Regions from separate parts of the Mus musculus genome. Here region 1 is linked to region 2. The links are chromatin contacts, called in public promoter capture Hi-C maps. All regions are on one chromosome and are shown on one strand. Each heading gives the region's core, a stretch centred on a gene start, on an enhancer-like site or on the middle of the called end of the contact. The rest is flanking DNA. Distances are from core to core; before and after follow the strand shown. Region 1 overlaps Brpf3 (bromodomain and PHD finger containing, 3). Region 2 overlaps Srpk1 (serine/arginine-rich protein specific kinase 1).

Region 1 (6,353 bases), core at 1,034-3,533, 220 kb after region 2:
GAAGCAGGGGAAACATGGCCGCTCGGTCTCTCGTGCCGAGCTGCCTAACTCTGCTGTCTTCTCCCTGCCTTCCCCCAAGCTGAGACATTTGGTCACTTCCTTCTGTTTTCCTCTGTAAGGTTGAGAAATGAACTGAGATCTGAATGGGATGTACAGCGAGCGGCGTGTATCCCGAGCTTCCCACTGACCTGTCTCTCACTCCCCTGTGCCTCTGCCCAAGGTTGAACAAGATCTGTAGTGGTCTCTCCTTTCAGAGGAAGACCCAGTTCATGCAGCGGCTTCACAACTACTGGCTGCTGAAGCGGCAGGCTCGGAACGGTGTCCCCCTCATCAGGCGCCTGCACTCCCACTTACAGTCCCAGAGAAATGCTGAGCAGGTAGGTACGGGTGACTGTTGGCAGCTTGTGAAGAAAACTGGGGGGACAGGAGGAGATGGTGGACGTGAGATGGTGCCACCACTGCCGCCTCCGCCTCCGCCTCCCAGGAAGCCTTTGCCAATAGCAGATCACCCTCTGAGTGATCTGTCCAGAAGAGTTTACCAGCACCGCAGAGATCTTCAGACCTGGCAGGGGTCTCTTCTGAAGGGAGATGTTTTACATAGTTCCTGCACTATAGATAACAATAGAGAACGCTAAACTGTGTCATTAAGGAATGAGAACAAAGCCATTTCCTCTTGAATTCATTTGGTCAAACTTCAGTTTTTCACTTTCCTCCTTGCGTCTTCCATCTCTCTGGCTTATCTGTAGTCTTTCTGTTGCCTGGTGTGTGTGTGTGTGTGTGTGTGTGTGTGTGTGTGTGTGTGTGTGTGTGTGTTTTGTCTGTTGTGCCTGTGAGTTATACCTGTGTCTGATGTCTGCCCTGCCTGTACCTAACAGGGCTTTCCTCTGTATTAATTGAACAGCACAGAAACAATGGGATGGGGACCGAATGAGAGATTCTGGTTGGTTGGTTGGTTGTTAGAGATTTATTTTGTGTGTATGAGTATTTGGCCTGCATGAGTGTTTGTGTACCATGTCCGTGTCTGTTGCTCACAGAGACCAGAAGAGGGTGTTGGCTGGCCTGGGACTGAAATTATAAATGGTTGTTAACTACAGTGTAGGTGTTGGGAACCAAACCCTGTTCCGCTGCAACAGTAGCCCGTGCTCTTAAGTGCTCTGCTGTGTCTCCAGCCCAAGTGAAATGATTCCTTACAGAACAATTAGACAGTTTTATCAGGAAGAAGTCATTATATCTTGACCTAGAAACACTCAATACTGCAGATAGACCTTAACAAGCTATATCCACATGTTGTTTTTAAAATTTATGGATATTTAAGGTCATTTCTTTCTTTTTTTTTTTTTTTTGGTTTCTGGAGACAGGGTTTCTCTGTATAGCTCTGGCTGTCCTGGAACTCACTCTGTAGACCAGGCTGGCCTAGAACTCAGAAATCCGCCCGCCTCTGCCTCCCGAGTGCTGGGATTAAAGGCCGCCACGCCTGGCCCTTAAGGTCATTTCTAACCTGTTGACTGTTTTCAGCAAATGATTATCACAGCACACACACAACTGTGTCAAAGACATGGAACAGAACATAAGATGAAAGCTATGCTTAGGTTATAAAAGTTGATTGCATAGGAAATCCAACAGTGACACTTTGTTCTCTTAAACCTAAACAGGCTAAGTATATAGTAGGACAGCAGATTGAATACATAGACTCAGTGATCTCAAAGCATATTATTCACTGGGCTGTAGAGTTTGCCAAAAGTTTAGTCTCTTTGAGGCCAAAAGATAGCTTTGTTAAAAAACGTATTGTTGCCAGGCGGTGGTGGCGCACGCCTTTAATCCCAGCACTTGGGAGGCAGAGGCAGGCGGATTTCTGAGTTCGAGACCAGCCTGGTCTACAGAGTGAGTTCCAGGACAGCCAGAGCTACACAGAGAAACCCTGTCTCAGAAAACCAAAAAAAAAAAAAAAAAATCCACACAGCTTGACTGAAGGATGAACTCCAGGACAGCCTGAGCAGCCAGCCCAGTGTCATGTCATAGAAGAGGTGGCTGGGTGAGAGCAGAGTGGCCCAATTTCGTAAAATAAGAATAGATGCCCTTTGCCCTTCAGCTTCTCATAGTAAGTATGCAGGCGACGGCCCAGCCCGTGGTCTGTAGCCTGTCCCACGTGGCAGCCACCACATGCTTAGGTAGTGTTTTCTGCTCCTGCTTAGTTCCTTCCCCTTGCCCACAGCACTAGTTAGTTCTTTCTCACCTGCTCCATCCCATCTGCCTTCGGATCCTCCCACGCCGCTGCAGAGAAGCACAAAGTTCACCTGACCCATGCCTCGAGCCTCCCGTTTGCTCACTCTGCCTGAGCCTGAGTCACAGGCCAATCTAATCTATCTGGCCTCTCTTCAACCTCTGCTTCCTGAAGTCTCTACAGCATTAGCAGGCTCCTCCCAGCAAGTCCTCACATTGCCATCATGGATCTCTGTGTCCACAGGTCTCTATGCACCTTTACAGCCTTTTTTGATTTCTTCGAGGTGTGTGAGTGTGTGTGTTTATGTGTGTTTGTGTGAGTGTTTATGTGTGTGTGTTTGTGTGCGCACACACAGTGGACATGCATCTTGTGTGTATGATGACATGCCCACCAGGCGTCTTCCAGGCTCTGTTACTGAATTCAGTGTTTGGCTAGATTGGCTGGCCAGCATGTCTTCTCCTGCATATGCAGCTCTTAGCTTACCCTAGCAAGCCTTCCCAGCCAAACCTCTCCCTATCCAGACGCCTCTCTGTTTTGTATTCTCTCAGCAGTTAAAAATAAAAAGGTTTAGCTGGTGGTGGTGGTAGCACACAGCTTTATCCTATAGCACTGGAGGCAGAGGCAGGAAGGTCTTTGTGAGTTCCAGGCCACCTGGTTTCCAGAGCAAGTTCCAGGACAGCCAGAGCTGTTACACGGAGAAACTCAGTCTAAAAAAACAAACAAACAAACCCCCAAAAAGGTTTATTTTTTTAAATTCTTTTTTTTTTAAGATTTATTTATTTTATGTATGCCAGTACACTGTAGCTATACAGATGGTTCTGAGCCTTCATGTAGTTGTTGGGAATTGAATTTTAGGACCTCTGCTCGCTCTGGTCAACCCCACTGGCTAGGGTCGGCCCTGCTCTCTCAGTCCCTGCCTGCTTTGGCCCAAAGATTTATTTATTATTATACATAAGTACACTGTAGCTGACTTCAGACACACCAGAAGAGGGCGTCAGATCCCATTACAGATGGTTGTGAGCCACCATGTAGTTGCTGGGATTTGAACTCAGAACCCTTTTGAAGCGCAGTCAGTGCTCTAACCCACTGAGCCAGCCCCGTTTATTTTGTTTTTAATTTGTGTGTGTATTATAAATGTGTGGGGAGTGTGTGTCCTGAGACCTGGTACCTCAGAGGCCAGAGGGGGTTCTCTCAGCATTCTCTACTTCTTTTATGGCCCAGGTTTTGGTTCCTTTAAGCTGTCATTTTCCTGTGTTGCAAATCCCTCAGCAACAGTGCCCACTTCTGGAACAGGATTCACTGATTTTTTTTTTTTTAAGGTTTATTTTATTTATTTGTTTTTTTACTTCTCAAGTGTGTGTGCCTGTGTTTAAACACTAAGCAGGTAGTGGCTGCCACTGTGTGCAGGTGCCTGTAGAGACCAGAGGCATATTCCTAGGAGCTGGAGTTAGAGGAAGTTGTAAATCAGTCCTGTGCAAGAGCGGTACCCACCCTCTAGCCCCGCATTTGCTGATTTTCACTGTTTGACCAAACTATTTTTTTTAAAGATTTCTTTATCTTATATATGAGTACACTATCACTGTCCAGACACACCAGAAGAGGGCATCAGATCCCATTACAAATGGTTGTGAGCCACCATGTGGTTGCTGGGAACTGAACTCAGAACCTCTGGAAGAGCAGTCAGTGCTCTAACCTGCAGAGCCATCTCTCCAGCCCTGACCAAACTATTTTAAACCTCCATCTACTAGTAAGAACTTCACTGTTTTCTAGCCAAGGCAAAGCTGTAGGGTGCGATTCCTTCAACCCCTTAGTCTTACTGAGTTTCTTCAGAAATGCTTTCCAGCTGTGAGGGCCATGGCCGGCCAGCGGTGCCCCTGGGGCTGGGGAAGCTGTCAGAAGCCTCTCTTCAGTTTGTTCTTGTAGTACAGTGCTGAAGACTCACTCTAGCACCAGGAAGCCCGGGCCCGGGGCCCTGAGCGGTGCTGGGGAAGGGCCTTCAGCAACCTCAGGGCTGGCGGGAGGCTGAGGCAAAAGGAAGGAGACCACAGCCCCCTTGTTCTTGCCTTGCTTAGCGGGAGCAGGACGAGAAGACTAGTGCAGTGAAGGAGGAGCTCAAATACTGGCAGAAACTTCGCCATGACCTGGAGCGAGCGCGGCTGCTGATCGAGCTCATCCGCAAAAGGGAGAAGCTCAAGCGGGAGCAGGTAAGCAGAGCCCTGCCAGGCCCTCGCTGGCTCCCCTCACTCCTCTGGGGCCAGCATTCTGTGTCCCTCTGGTGCTGAGCACTGTGGGCTCCACGCTCTGCTCGGTTGGTATTGGGTGGAGTGCTCCTGGAGGCATCTGTGTTTCGCGGTTCAACTCATTTGGGCTGGAGCCTGTGCCTAGTCCCACGTGCCTGCGCCCTTGATGGAATGTCTGCTTTAGAAGTGTTTGGAGGGACTCTGACCTGAATGTTCTGAAAGGCTTCTGGCGCACCTCTGTGGCATTGCTAGGTTCTCCTGGCCTGTAAGGAGCTGGAGTCTCAGTCCAAGGACATTCAAAGTCCCCCACCACAGGGCATGGATACAGCATAGCATGTGGTTCAGGAGCATCATGTGTGCTGTTGCTGGACCGGGTCTAAAGCCTGGCCTGTTACTTTCTGTTTCCATAACATTAAACAAACTTTAATCTCTGTATACCTCACTGTTTTCTCATCTTTAATAGAGATAACGACAGAGCTGACATCATAAAGATAGATGAATTTATATTTGTCGAAGTTGAGAATACTTAGTACCTGGCACATAGTCAGGGCTGGAGAGGTTGCTGCTGTTGTTACTAATGGTAGTACTGGTCCTCTGCCCCACTGGGGTGTCTGTGAGAGTTCTCTGCACATGGCACAGAGCAAATATTATTAATTGAACGGATGACAAGCCCAAACTGTTCTCTCTAGTCCAAGAATAGCAGCTGTTACTCGAATGCTTTCGAGGGGTGGGTTAAAATTCTCCCTCCTCCTGCCGTTCAGTTCAACAGCCACACGCCCCTCTCTGCTAGGCCAGCAGCTTGAGCTCCACTCCCTGTCCTGGGCAGCTCTGAACTGCGTCTAGCCTGAGTGGGCAGGGAGGACATCGCAAGACCTTCACAGGTCAAACTGTAATTGTACCCAGGCTTGGTCTTATAGCTTAGATTGTCTTCCTGCCTCGGGTTCATAAAAAAGAGGAGGTTTATGTTGATGTGGCCAAGAGCAGGAGCTTATCTGCCTTACTGGTGGCTGTGTGGTATTTCCTGTCATGCACCCTGTAAGATGACATTGGACAGGGTACCACTGTAGCTCTGCTGAGCCTGGACTCCCCAGTCACCCTGGCCCACAGGGTGAGCTCTCAGTGCTTATGAGATACATGTGTGCTTACATTTGGTCAGTGCGCTTGGACTAAGGCCTGGGCTCAATCACTTCTCAGTTTGTTTTCCAACCAGGTAAATCTGTTAACTCACTCGTGTCACCAAACTCCATGTACCAGATTCTAAAGTGGGAGCACTAATCTCTGCTTCCGTTGCCATGTCATTAACTGAGATAATACAGGGAGAGCAGCAGTGTGGCCTAATAATGGTCAGGAGTTCTGTGGAAACTGACTGGAGCCCCACGCTAACTGTCCTGTTAGCTCTGTGATCTGGAGCCAGTCTCTTGGTCTCTCTGTGACTCCTCTTCCTCTGTGTGAAATGTCTGTCAGGACCTGGACCCTCAGTGTTACAGGAGCTGCTTAGACAGCCCCACACACCCGCCCCCAGGCACACATCTACACAGAACTAAACGGAAATCTTTAGCCGGGTGTGGTGGCGCACGCCTGTAATCCCAGCACTCGGGAGGCAGAGGCAGGCAGATTTCTGAGTTCGAGGCCAGCCTGGTCTACAAAGTGAGTTCCAGGACAGCCAGGGCTACACAGAGAAACCCTGACTTAAAAAACTAAAAAAAAAAAAAAAAAAAAAAAAAAAAAAAAAAAAAAAAACAAGAGATCTTTAAAGGGCTTAGGCTGTTCGTTGCGACCTAGCATGAGTTATTACTGGTGTTAGTTACTACAGTCGATAATTGCTATGACTTCGGTAAGTTGTGGTCTGGTTCGTGATGAGTAGGAAACATTTGTAAGGTGGCTATTCTGAT
Region 2 (6,314 bases), core at 1,858-4,357:
TGGTCCTTGCTAAAATCTGCAAGCAGCTGTCACGTGACCCCAATCCTGTCCTTCTGATGCGTGCACGCTTCACCCCAGGAACATGTAATGTTTAGGTAATCAAGTCTATGAGGGGCCAAGCCTAAAACAAAGTTCACAAAGCCTTTTTGCATTAAGAAGAAAAAGCCTCAAGTACATTTCAATCATCTCAAAATTGATGTTTAAAAACAAAACAGAAACCTTACATTATACAAGGAAATAGCAGCATAGGATGACTCATGTCAAAACCAACAGGAAAACGATTGAGAAAAGTGCCAGCCTCTCCTCCCCTTGGCTCCTCACCCAGGATCTCAAAGGCCTCTGAGAAATGAGAACAGCACAGCCACATGGAGAAACTGAGTCAAGGCCAGAATTCTAGGCAAGGCAGGAAAGCTGTGGATGGAAGCAGAGCTGTCTGGGAAGGCCTTGGAATGTGGGAGGGAACACTCCCTGAACAGGGCAGCTCAGAAACCTTCGTCTCCTGTCTGGATCACCCCAAAGCTCGTTACAAGACAGTCAGTCCATTCAAGCTGAGCAGGCAAAGCTCCAGGAGGGCCTTCTAAATGGGAGGACAGACTGAAATGACTGTTCTTACGGCAACACAGGACACAGAAAAGGACTATTTCACAACACCTGAGGCTCCCAGTAACTGAAATTCACTGGTTCTCTTTTGTCTACATTAAAAACCAGACTCAGCTGGGCGTGGTGGCACACGCCTTTAATCCCAGCACTTGAGAGGCAGAGGCAGGCGGATTTCTGAGTTCGAGGCCAGCCTGGTCTACAAAGTGAGTTCCAGGACAGCCAGGACTACACAGAGAAATCCTGTCTCGAAAAATCAAAACAAAAAAACCAAAAAAAAAAAAAAAAAAAAAAAACAACAAAAAAAACAAAAACCAAAAAAAAAAAAAAAAAAAAAAAAAAAACAAAAACAACAGACTCAAGATTCCAGGAACTTAGTTGTGAGAAGATGAGAGGGATCCAACAATACTTTCAACAGTGATAAAATGGTACCCAAACTGGTTGCTCATCGAAAAATGTAGCATAAAAGTCGCAGGAAAAAAATGTGAGCATAGAAACCACAGATAGAATCCAGGAAGATGATGCAGCCTGGATACAGCGCATTTAATGTCTCTGCTGTTCACAGAATCCACAGCCCTCCCCTCCTCAATCTTGTGCTGGCGGCGGATGTGCACGAGAAAGTGTGACTCTCAGAGTCAGTGAATAAAGAGGATGGATGGGCTCACAGATCTTCACAGCTCTTCTTAGAAAGGGCACTGACAACCTAATAAGATGGCAGGGCAGAGGGTGAGGCTGTTCACACTTTTAGTCTTTGGCAGAGCCCAACCAAGGCCAAATTCACCTAGGATGCCCAATGGCCGTGGGAATTTCCACAGGATCAAGGAAGCAAACCCAAATGAACATGTTGGTTTAAAAAAAAAATAGAAACCCTTGAAAGAAAGAGCTTTGCCCTGAAAAAGGAGAGGGAAGTTTGAGGGGTGGGCTGGAGGGAAGGTCCATATGATGAGCTCTGCTGCAGTGGCAGGACTGGCTTAGGAGTTTAGCCAAGGATGCCGGAGACACTCAGCAGCAGTGGCTCTCTTCTCAGGCATAAGCTCCAACATGGGCAGCAGGAAATCTGTGAAGCCGGCAGCCTCCTCCTGAGGCCACTCATATTTCTCCACCAGAACCTCCAGAAGACCCCAAGGCTTCAACTTGGTGATGTGCTTCAGGTCACCTGTGGGAGACAGCACAGGCTCAGACAGTCCCCACCTCTCATGGTGTGTTCAGGCATCCCAATGGCTCAACCTTCTACAGCTCAATACTCTAGCTGCTTCAAAATGAGGCAATGATTTACAAATAAAAAGCTAACAGCATGACAGACTTGTATAAGATCACCCACACAGCTAGCAGCTTGGCCTCACTCAGAAAGCTCAGTTCAACTGCTCCTTGGGCTGGATCTTTCCCCTTCTACAAATGGTGCTCGGTTCACACCAGCGTTTGTGAGCAAGGCAGCCTCCTAGCACTGAGGTGTGCCTTCAAGCCTGAAGTGACGGTTTTCAGGCTTTTGCTTGGGTCTTGCTTATATTGCCCATATTGACCTTCAAATCCTGGCTTTGGCCTTAGGCAGCTGGGACTGGGTCCTCTTCCCTGCCCGTACAAATAACTTAAAAGCAACCAGTTACTTACTAACAACTTCCCCAGGCAAGTGATAAGAACCTCCAAGTGAGGTGACTGGGGCACCATTGACTTTGCACACAAAAGGACCCTGGAGAGCACCTTTCCACCTTCTAAGGGTGACTCAGCATTGTCACAGCTGAGGAGAAGGCATGAGGCCTGACACACCAGAGCACATAGCTCTCTACATCGAGTGAGATTTATTTTCCATTTCAGTCTCAGCTTTGAGGTGTAAGAAACACAAAACCAAACACAGTTTTAAGTAGGGGTGGGGCACAGATATAAGTTCTAAGACAGCCTGAACACACGGAAGAAACCAACCAAAAGCCAAATAAACCCAAGAGTGTAGCTGAGCGGAGCATTTGTTCACACCATCCAGCACCTGCGAAGCCACACGAGGGTTCAGGGAGTCCTTCCTGCTTTCTGCAGGAGCTAGAGGACATGACCCAGATAGACTTACCTTCTTGTTTTAGACATTTTTATTCCTTTAATGGCTGGGAACAGACAGATTGGTTTTACCTTTTTTGGTGAAAAATTCCTTGGAGTATTTTCCTGCCACAATGAGCTTGCGAGGCACCTTCCCCAGAAGTTCTATGATCAGGGCGATGTGGTCTGCATACAGACATTTCAGAGGAAAGAACAGAGCAGAATGACAGAAGTGACTTTAGACACAGCATACAGAGCGGTGCACATACCATTCTGTAAGGCACTGCATACTTGCTTTCTGACCTAAAGCAGAAGAAACAGACAGTTTATCTAATGCAGGGTCCCCTCCAAAGACAAACACCTCAGCACTGCTCTCTCCACAGTGAGATCAAGAGTCAGCCTTGGTGTGAGAAGCTCTGCTCCCTCAAATTGTGTCCCTGAGCCTGTCTGTCTCTGAGAGCGAGCGAGGAAGTCCTGTGACCATTTCCAACTGTAGCCAAAGGGCCTTGGAAGCCTGCCTATCAGCTCTGCAGCAAGTGCCAGGGGGGCAGAGATAGGGGTGAGACAGCAGTGTCAAGGTGAAGGGAAGCAGCAAACAAGGCTTCCCACGAATAGCTTCAAGGATTAGCTGGTCAACGTGAGACCAAAGCAGAGCACAGTGTTCAGGAAGCCTGAGGCCCACAAGCGTGCTGCCTGACTGTGAGCTTCCTGAGCTTAGCCACACTGCAGCTGCTCTGGAAGCCATAACCAGGATGTAGCAGAGCAAATGCCACGTCAGCATGGCAGACCTCCACAACCGCTAAGTAAAGGACCACCAAGGGAGTGCTGACCAACTGCGAGGAGGGGCAAGCACACCACCGGCACCTTTTACATAGACACTGCACTCCTTAGCTCACACTTTCCCAGGCAAGCACTTCCTTACTGGCTTTGCCTCCTCAGTGCTATGACGACATCCTTGTCCCACCCAGCTTTACGCTGGCTGCATTTCTCCTGTTTTGGGGTCTCATACAAACCTAGAGCAGTACCAGAGGCCTTTGGTGCCAACAAACGATGCCAGTTACAGTGAAAAGCAAAACAGCTACACACAAACAGCTGGCAAACGGGACTCACCTTCATCTCGTGTGTAATCCTCCCCTGAATGAGGCTCAAACAAATAGTCCCCTGTGGCTAGTTCAAAGGCCTAAGGAAGAGACAGCGCATGAAAGTATCAGAGAAACAGAACACAGCTGCAAAGCCTCTGCTATCTGATCCCAAACCTAGACGGCCACTTGAGAAGCATCTCAGATTGCTTCTGAATGACAGCTACAGACCAATAAAATGGGAAAAGGAGAAAAGCCTCCTCAGTCAGCACTGATGTTGGGGCAGCCTGAGGGAAAGGAGAGCACAGAGCACAGCAGAGCGGAGCCGACCAGCAGTGGGCTAACTGCTTCTCACCACACAACACAGCCGCACTTCAACAGACGGAGCGCTCGGAATGCTCTTTAAAACAAATGTTTAGCTGGGCATGGTGGCGCACGCCTTTGATCCCAGCACTCGGGAGGCAGAGGCACGCAGATTTCTGAGTTTGAGGACAGCCTGGTCTACAGAGTGAGTTCCAGGACAGCCAGGACTACACAGAGAAACCCTGTCTCGGCAGGGGAGGGGGGACCCAAACAAAACAAAAAAAAATTTAAAGGAAAGGCGGGAACTTGTTGTGCCTGGCGAGGCAGGACTGCCAAGAATCCGAGTCCACCTTGGGCCGCACAGTCTGGAAAATGTCCTTGTAACCTGGAATGTCTGTAGGATTCTAGCGGGATGCTCTTTACAACAAATGTTTAGCTGCTTGTTTCTTACTAGCTCTCTGGTGACTGTGGGAACAACTTTTAAGAGTTGGCTCTTTCTTTCCCTCCATGTATGTCTCAGGGCTTGGAGTCAGCTTATCAGGTGCCTTTATCCAGAGCTAGGTCATGGGCCTTCAAGACTCTTCTAGCCACCAAGAAATGGTATCTGAGATGAGTCAGATTTCATCATGGCACTCTGTAGCCAGAAATATGTAGCTTGATGACAGTGCTCTCTTCCAGGCCCCAGTTTCTCCCCGTGGCCAGCAGAGGGCGCAGCGGGTGTTGAGAGGCTGCACATAAACCACCCATGAGACAAGCAGCCCCATCCTGCACTGGAATCCTACAGAGTTGGAAACATAATTTACATTCCAGATTACACGGACATTTTCCAGACTATGCAGCCCAAGGTGGACTTGGATTCTTGGCAATCCTTCTGCCTCACCAGGCTTAACAAGTTCCCACCTCTCCTCTGTAAGCCTCTCCTCTTGGCTTACTGCTGGGACTAATAAAACAGCAATTAAAGTGTAAGTGTGCAAACCTGACACACAGGGGAGCTTCCCTGGGAGTGACACTTTCAGCAAGTGTGACACCCCCATGCCCACCAAGCTGTCTTCTCTATGTCTGGTCTTGAATTTGTACAAAGGTATAAAGGGTAACAAAATACCAAGCTAGTGCTTGTAGCCAGTTTGAGTGTGAGTTGACTTGGAAAAGCAGGAACCCAAGGCCACTGTGTAAAACCAAGTGAAGGGACTATGTCCCCAACCTGTGTGGCCTGAGCAGTCAGGGTCTTTCTGAGCACAGAAAGCTTCAACTCAAACTCAAAGCCTAGGTCCACAGGAAAGCACGCCCACTGGCTGATGTTGACAAGCACAGACTGTAACAAAGGGGAAAACTAAATCAAGGCATAAACTCCCCAGCGTAAAGCAGCGACGTGTGGATTCACAGGTGCCCGGGCTTCACACCTGACTGACCCAGACATCTGAGGAGTGGCCCCACTGCAGAGGACAGCATCCTTCCAGTGGCATCCCAAGTCTGCAAACAGGTCAAGGCTATAAGCTCAAGGACAATAGTAACCAATACAGGAAAAAGAATGCCTTTGAACAATGGCTTTCAACCCACCCCACCCCTGCCCTCACCCCACCATGCCACGCCCATGGTTTCTGACATAACACTGAGAGCAGCTGTGTGACACTCTGCTCAGTACTGCATTAGCAAACAGGGAAGGCAGTGGGCAGGGCTCACCATGCATGCTGTGCTCCAGATGTCAGCAGGGGTGTTGTAGCCAGATCCTATCAGGACTTCCAAAGACCGATACTGCCGTGTCTGGATATCTTCAGTGAAATGCTTGTGCTGAGTGAGTCAAGGAGTGGAGATCCTTAATACTCATTTATTTAAAACAGGAAGTAACTAAGGCTTACTTAACGATGGAAACTAAAGCAAGCTGTCTGCAAAACTTATTTAACAACCTGTCTTACTGCTACTCCAGATAACTTAAAATTGAGCCTTAATTTAGTTTAGACATACAGACTTAGGAATAACAATAGCTTTATTAAGAAAATAAAAATAGCCCGGCGTGGTAGCACACACCTTTAATCCCAGCACTCGGGAGGCAGAGGCAGGCAGATTTCTGAGTTCAAGGCCAGCCTGGTCTACAAAGTGAGTTCCAGGACAGCCAGGGTTATACAGAGAAACCCTGTCTCGAAAAACCAAAAAAGAAAAGAAAGGAAAGGAAAAGAAAAGAAAAGAAAAGAAAAGAAAAGAAAAGAAAAGAAAACTATTAGAGCCGGTGTGATGGCACATGCCTTCAATCCTAGCACTTGGGAGAGGCAAAGGAAGGCAAATCTCTGAATTCTACACGGCTAATCTGGTCTACAT

The links. Capture Hi-C pulls out chosen DNA fragments and counts their contacts.
Region 1: a promoter capture Hi-C map of liver shows a contact between it and region 2. The contact joins two enhancer-like sites. A contact is called at or near these places in 2 of 484 Hi-C or Micro-C datasets (bone marrow-derived macrophages and nephron progenitors), 6 of 115 datasets of contacts at active chromatin or transcription factors (bone marrow-derived macrophages, effector CD8 T cells, embryonic stem cells and 3 more) and 3 of 9 other capture datasets (adipose tissue, liver and pancreatic islet).

Annotation. Positions count from the first base shown.
Region 1 is chr17:28,810,293-28,816,645 of GRCm38.p6, forward strand. Brpf3 (bromodomain and PHD finger containing, 3) reads left to right here. Exons shown (of 13, transcript NM_001081315.1): 3 at 221-377; 4 at 4,294-4,425. The region is part of intron 1 of Gm35883 (a long non-coding RNA gene); the gene reads right to left. Among named protein-coding and RNA genes, the nearest start is that of Gm35883, 10 kb to the right of the region's middle. Within about 2 kb of position 2,284, at least 17 of the 459 cell types and tissues checked have an H3K27ac peak or open chromatin away from gene starts, as enhancers often do. A contact at or near this core is called in liver, where this site is marked.
Region 2 is chr17:28,588,489-28,594,802 of GRCm38.p6, forward strand. It overlaps Srpk1 (serine/arginine-rich protein specific kinase 1), which reads right to left. Exons shown (of 16, transcript NM_016795.4): 13 at 5,682-5,789; 14 at 3,730-3,799; 15 at 2,713-2,805; 16 at 1,100-1,753. The coding sequence ends at 1,569. Among named protein-coding and RNA genes, the nearest start is that of Lhfpl5, 16 kb to the left of the region's middle. Within about 2 kb of position 3,108, at least 31 of the 459 cell types and tissues checked have an H3K27ac peak or open chromatin away from gene starts, as enhancers often do. A contact at or near this core is called in liver, where this site is marked.